2 separate regions of the Danio rerio genome follow, and region 2 is linked to region 1. Evidence: chromatin contacts called from public Hi-C data. All regions are on one chromosome and are shown on one strand. The core of a region is the stretch at or near the end of the contact, and the rest is flanking DNA. Distances in the headings are between cores, read along the strand shown.

Region 1 (3,320 bases), core at 550-3,049:
ACTAACCAGAAGTTGAAAACAAGGCAAACATCCAGACTGGTCCGTCTTTACGGTTTAATAATAAACATACTCTCAATAAAAATTAATACTTACTGGTTTAGGCATTTTGATTTTGATGTAGATGCCGATTCCTCTCGTCAAAGCGTCAGAATAAAGTCAGTTTTTCTCTCCACGGATCCTCCCTGTGAAACAGAAAGAGGAGAAACTAAGAATGACTCAAGAGCAGCCTGCCTGTCATTTAAAGATCGGCGAGAATAAACCCTGACGCACTCCATGAACAGCCGCATGAATCACGATTAAAAAAAAGCTGGAACTCGAGATTGTCAATGCCTCACCCAAACAGAGGTAACACCGCCTTTGAATTTAAAGTCCCCACCCCATTCTGCAAATATTTGCTCCAGTCTCTGTTCCCCAAAGATCGAGCCTGCACGGGGAATGTCAAATATTCGGTTATTATAATTAATAGTAATATACATAGCGGGAGCTGATCATAGACAAGGTAATCAATAATGGTAACGTTACATGAGGCGAGTTTTTGGTCATGAGAACAAATAAAGTTTGCTCAACTATATTACTCAATATGAAAGAAAAAAAATGATTTAAGGTAACTGAAGTATCGACATTAGCATATTTTACTAAATAAATACATAATACTTCTATAATTAGATGTTTACGTTTTGAGTTTAACCTCATCACTTGTCAGTCACTTGAGTTGTCATTTGAGTTAATTTAACATTATAGCACAGTTCTATAAGTTTTGTTTGATTTCGAGTCCTACAGCAAATGAAATGACAGAAATTGAAACACCTCCTACTGATTCGTGCGTGCTTTGATGCACTGAAAGATCCGGTTCGTAAGAGTCGTTTGTTCGAGATTCACTCCACAACTCGCGCTTTACGTAACGATTCATGATCAATAAGATAACTATAATACAAAACTACTAACTAATACTGTAATTACAATAACAACAAAACTATAGTATTATGATTATTATAAAAAATATTATTATTATTATATCTAATGGGTGCACAAACTGACCAGCTTGAACGATTGGCTCCGATTCTCATGCTTGATTAGGTATATACAACAAAAGCAATGATACTACTACGAGAAAAGAGATCAATAATTAGCCATAATAGACAGATGAGTGGTAACGACTTAATAAAAAGAACCGGTTAAAATTATTTCGATTCACTAAAAAAGATCCGATTCATAAGAATCGTTTACTTGAGAACTGAACTGTATTGATGTTTTGGATCCAATAACTGGCTCATAAGAGTCATTCGTTCGGGATTCATACTAAACTGTTTTGCTGACGATTGACTTATGACGCCGTTACGTCCCTGTCGAAAAGTGCAGGAAACACACTGCGGTTTTCGGTGCCCCGACAGAGAAACACTCGTTTCACTGTCACGGAGCCGAATTTAGCATAACGACCCACGAGCTTCTCGATTCACAAGCCTATATCATAGGCTAAAACACAAATTTACATTGACAATGCTGTCCACATGGTAGCGTGCACGACCACGCTGTTCATCCTCAAAATAGACAAAGCTCTATCCCGCGTCTGATAGCGTCTCTGTGTTTGTAAAAGGGCCTGTCTCGTGGCAAGGTACATGCTATCCCACTGCGTTAATCAGAGCTGCACCTGTTGGTAGAGATTTCTCCGTGAACTGGGCGGCGTCAGCACAAAGACGACCGCCTGAACCGTAGACGCGCAAACTGTTTTGCGGTCTTTGACCCAAGCGATAATCGATCGGGGAGTATCTTACCAGAGCCGGCAAGTCAGTTCAGCACAGCTTCGGCCGAAAAATTCCCCTCCCTTCCGAGGAAGTGAGCGCGGAGTCCGGCGGCGATAATATGGCTGACGGTGCGCTCACCTTTGTGCGCTCTGCCGAATGACAGACAGACCGACTGAAAAAAAGCGGCTCCAGTTCCTGTTTGAGACGCGCTGCTGCGCCGCGACGCCCACAACGCCGGATACCATCAGCAAAATGCGCCTGCTCAAGTGCCTTCACTTCACCGAGGCTAAAGGGCTAAAGTTTGCTTGAAAATGATTTTAATGACACAATAATTTGCAGCCTTTAGGAGCAACTCGAGCATTTGAAACGTACCTGGCTGCAGCATTGAGAAATATATCAAGTGGTAGGTGTTCAAAAGTCTACGTTTGCGTCTGCTGTTTACGTCATAATAGTGGGCTACTCTGTCAATATGGTTTTCTTTATTGAAAATATATGTCTGAATCCTAATAGGTACTTAATTACGATTAGGACACAATAAGTTTCATTTAGAATTATGCACCATTGTACATACAGTAAATACGTATTAATACAAAAAAAGATATTGATACATATGGTTTCTTTTGTAAGAAACTCAAGAGTCTCTAGTTAATTTATTCTGACTATGCAATTATCCTAATTTGCTTTGGAAAGACTTTTCCCTGTTTGTAATTGAGAACATTAATAAAGACTTCTTTACTGTGGGAAAATGTTTTGTTTGTTTGTTTGTTTGTTTTTTATTTAAAAACAGGTCCTTTACATGAAAGTGTTTTCTTAAAATTCTCATTTATTAACAGCATTTTATGTACATAAATGTAAATATACACATCAAAATATTTATATACACTCACTGGCCTCTTTATTAGGTACACATAGTACCAGGTTGGTCTCCTTTTGCCTTCAGAACCGCCTTAATCCATCATAGATTCAACAAGGTGCTGGAAATAATCATCAGAGATTTTAACATGATAGCATTGGATTGAGATCTGGTGACTGTGGAGGTCATTTGAATACAGTAAACTTGTTTTCATGTTCAAGAAACCAGTCTGAGACGATTCACGCTTTATGACATGGAGCATTATCCTACTGAAAGTAGCCATCGGAGGATGGGTACACTGTGGTCATAAAGGGATGGACATGGTCAGCAACAATACTCGAGTGGGCTGTGGAGTTGACACGGTGCTCAGTTGGTTCTAATAAGCCCAAAATGTGTCAAGAAAACATCGCCACACCGTTACACTACCAGCAGCCTGAACTGTTGATAAAAGGCAGGAAGGATCCATGCTTTCATGTTGTTGATGTCAAATTCAAGTTCAAAATCAGTACCATCCGAATGTTGCAGCAAAGTAAGACTCATCAGACCAGGCAATGCTTTTCCAATCTTCTATTGTCCAGTTTTGGTGAGCCTGTGTGAATTGTAGATTCGGTTTCCTCTTTTTAGCTGACAGAAGTGGTTTTCTGCTGCTATAGCATTGCTTCAACGTTGGAAGAGTTGTGCGTTCAGAAATGCTCTTCTGCATACCTCGATTGTAGCGAGGGGTT
Region 2 (3,320 bases), core at 487-2,986, 270 kb after region 1:
TGTACGACAGAGCCGAGAGCATGTTGAAGGCGTTTAATCTGATCCGACAGCAGAGGGCGCTATCTCTGCTCAGCGCCAGCGACACAGGTATTAATCTTTTGTGTTGTTTATGCATCTCACTGGTTTCCTTCACTGCACAGCTTTCTGTTAATGTATAAATGGCTGATATTTTTATTATGTACACTACTGGTTAGTTTGTAATAGAGATTTTTAGATGAAGTATATGATCTACAAAGACCAAGGCTACAAAAATACAATAAACATCATGAAATATAAGTGTTTAAAGTAGCTGTTTTCCATTTGAAATATTCAATGTCATTTTCTTATTCATGTGATTTGTGAACGTTTTATTTCAGCATCATTACTTCTGTCTTTATCATCACATGATCCTTCAGAAATGGTTGTTGTTGTTGTTGTTGTTTTTAAGGACACTAAAGGTTCATTCGAAAGATTAGATAACAAGAACAGAAATAAATTCTTATCAGACATTTCTGTTTTAGTTGTTCAAGGATGCATTAAACTGACCATTCTCCATTGATTTGAACAACTATTTGGGAGCAATAATATATAGTATGATAAATGAGCGCCTAATAAAATAAGCAAATGCTAAAAGGGAGCTAAGGAGTGAAGTGTGCAGTGGAAAGGCAGTGTGCAATAACCACTAAAAACATGACTCAGCTGAAATTTAAGTAGCCCCTTGAGTCATCATTGTTTGAGCCACAGATATTATAATGAGAGGGAAACAATTAACTATATGTGGTTTTTCGAAAACGAATGAAAATTCTCATTTTGCGTTTCAACAGAGAATGAAGAGAACATCTCTCCAGGGAAAAAGAGGGTTCACTTTGCAGGAGACGGGAAGGAGAACGGCAGACTGATCATGAAACCTCAGGAGCACATCCTTGAGAAGAGACACCAGCTGATGAACAAGCGCATACAGACACTCGGAGAGGAGGAGAAGATGATCCACTCGCCAAAACACAGAGAAATGCAGGGAATCCGCTAGCCTTCAAAGACACTGCCACTGTGGTCAATCACGTCAAGAGGATTTCGTCTAGTTGTGTATATTAAGAGATAGATTCCTGCTTTAATTTATTTGCTGCAGCATTTGTACAGTACACTGGAGCATTTCATTTAAAGGGACAGCTAACCCCAAATTCAAAACTCTCTTATCATTTATTCACCCTCCAATTTTTCCAAACCTTTTCGTTTCTTTTTTTATTTTCTGATCACACAAAAATGAAGATATTTAGAGAAATGTTGGGAATCAGTAGCCATTAACTTTAATAAAATTTGTTATATCCCACTATAGATGTCTGACTATCAATTACAAACATTCTTCCAAATATCTCCTTTTGTGAAGAGAAAGGGAACATCTTGAGGGTGAATAAATGGTAAGTAATGTTTTATTTTGGGTGAACTGTCTTTTTAATGTGCATTACACTATGGATGTTTTATTGCTAGAAGCATTGTTTTTATTTGGAATAAATAAATGAATAATGGTTGCACTTATATGTATTTGCTTCTGTTGTGGGTCACTGACGCAAGCTTTAGCTGTAAGGGACATGCTGTGTTTGTACGCGGAGTTTTGCGCTTTTCTAGAAAGCTCTGATTTTCCTCGATCCCGAGCGCTCAACCAATCACATGAGTGTGGGCGTGGCTAGCCGCTGAGCGTGTTCCGTGTGGAAAGTTCGCCGGTCCGGGTGCAAAGTTTCAGCCGTCTGCAGACGAGCGGCAGAATACGGGCTGTATAACCGGACCGAACCCGCTCCTCGGCGCTCATTACACGCGGATAAGCGCAGCGCTTACAGCCTGTCCATCGGGGAACGAGCTCAGTGATGGGATATTAACCCGAAGGGGGTCGCTTCGATTTAAAGCTTTGTTTCTGTCTGTGCTCCGCCCGCGGTGTGATCATGGCCTGCGCGCCGAACCGGGTTCGCCTGCTCTGCATGCTGTCGCTCACCTTCGGCTTCTTCATCGTGGAGGTAGTGGTCAGCCGGATCACCTCCTCTCTGGCGATGCTCTCGGACTCATTCCACATGCTGTCGGACGTGATCGCGCTGGTCGTGGCTCTGGTCGCGGTGCGCTTTGCCGAGCAGACCCAGTCCACCAACAAGAACACCTTCGGCTGGATCCGGGCCGAGGTGATGGGCGCGCTGGTCAACGCCGTGTTCCTGACCGCGCTCTGCTTCACCATCATTCTCGAGGCCATCGAACGCTTCACTGAGCCGCACGAGATCGAGCAGCCCTGGGTTGTGATCGGGGTGGGGGCTCTGGGGTTGCTGGTCAACCTGCTCGGGCTCTGCCTCTTTCACGGGCACGCCGGCGGCGGGGGACACGGGCATTCGCACGGCGGACACGGACACAGCCACGGCGGAGCCAAAAAACACAAGAACGGGAAGGTCCGCCGGAGCGAGACGCTGGAGGACAGTCGATCCGCCGGAGAGGAAACCAACAACCTGGTCGCGAATCACAACAGCCCGAATGGCGTTAATGCGGAGCGGAAGGCTGCCGGTAAATGGGGTTTGTTTTCTTTCAAATTCATTATCAATATTGTGTTTATAGTATTGTTTGATACAAATAACCGAAAGATCGTCCAGAATTCAGTAGAATGTGGTCTCCTATTTGCGCAATGGTTTCAGCGAAACGTGTGCAAAACTTTCATGTTGGGGCTTTTGTTTCTCGCCGGGGATGTTTGTTAACCTGCAGCCATTGGCAACAAAGCGGCCCAGATAGAAAGAAGGCTTAACGTTACCTACCAATGACTGTAAAAAATATGGACGACGCGACAGCCCTTTTTCCCATTGAACGCCTTGAGGGCAAAACGCCTGCTTGACGGGCACAAACTGTCGCAAAAGACTGCTGAAATTGGAGCCAGACATGCGCAGAAGGATTGTCTGATGGAGCCAGAGGAGGAGCCGCGAAAATGAGCAGAGTCGAGCTTCCAATCAAACGCTTTATGTAAAATCAACTACGCCCCCCGAACTTCTCAGCATGCGTTTGCTGTCATATCAACACAAATGGATGTAATAACGTTAACAAATATGAGGGTTTTATATATTTAATCGCGCCAGCTCCGGGCTGCAGCGCATAACTTACTCGCGGCGTCGCGGGCTGATTCCGGCTCGCATGCGGCAGCGCCTGCTCGCTCGGCCGCCGCATCTGGCTCGATTGACTCGGACTGGAATCGGGCAGTGAGTCCAGGCATCCGGAGTAGGTCCAGCAGAGGTAACATTAGTCAGTCTGAGCTCTAAGAGATAAGTCTCCGGCAGGCGAGAATCTAGCCGGAACTGTGTTTTGCTATTTGGGTGGCTAGGCGT

What was found. Hi-C and Micro-C count contacts between places; a contact is called where the count stands out from the background.
Region 2: a contact with region 1 is called in a Hi-C map of an unstated tissue, with 4 times the contacts expected there. The contact joins the promoter of slc30a1a here to the promoter of ezrb in region 1. A contact is called at or near these places in 3 of 18 Hi-C or Micro-C datasets (caudal fin, hematopoietic stem cells and an unstated tissue).

What each region holds. Positions count from the first base shown.
Region 1 is chr20:14,861,007-14,864,326 of GRCz12tu, forward strand. It overlaps ezrb (ezrin b), which reads right to left and starts at 1,800. Exons shown (of 14, transcript NM_001030285.2): 1 at 1,773-1,800; 2 at 94-182. The coding sequence starts at 105.
Region 2 is chr20:15,130,302-15,133,621 of GRCz12tu, forward strand. slc30a1a (solute carrier family 30 member 1a) reads left to right here and starts at 1,737. Exons shown (of 2, transcript NM_200879.1): 1 at 1,737-2,514. The coding sequence starts at 1,914. nek2 (NIMA-related kinase 2) reads left to right here. Exons shown (of 10, transcript NM_201050.1): 9 at 11-87; 10 at 804-1,508. The coding sequence ends at 1,006.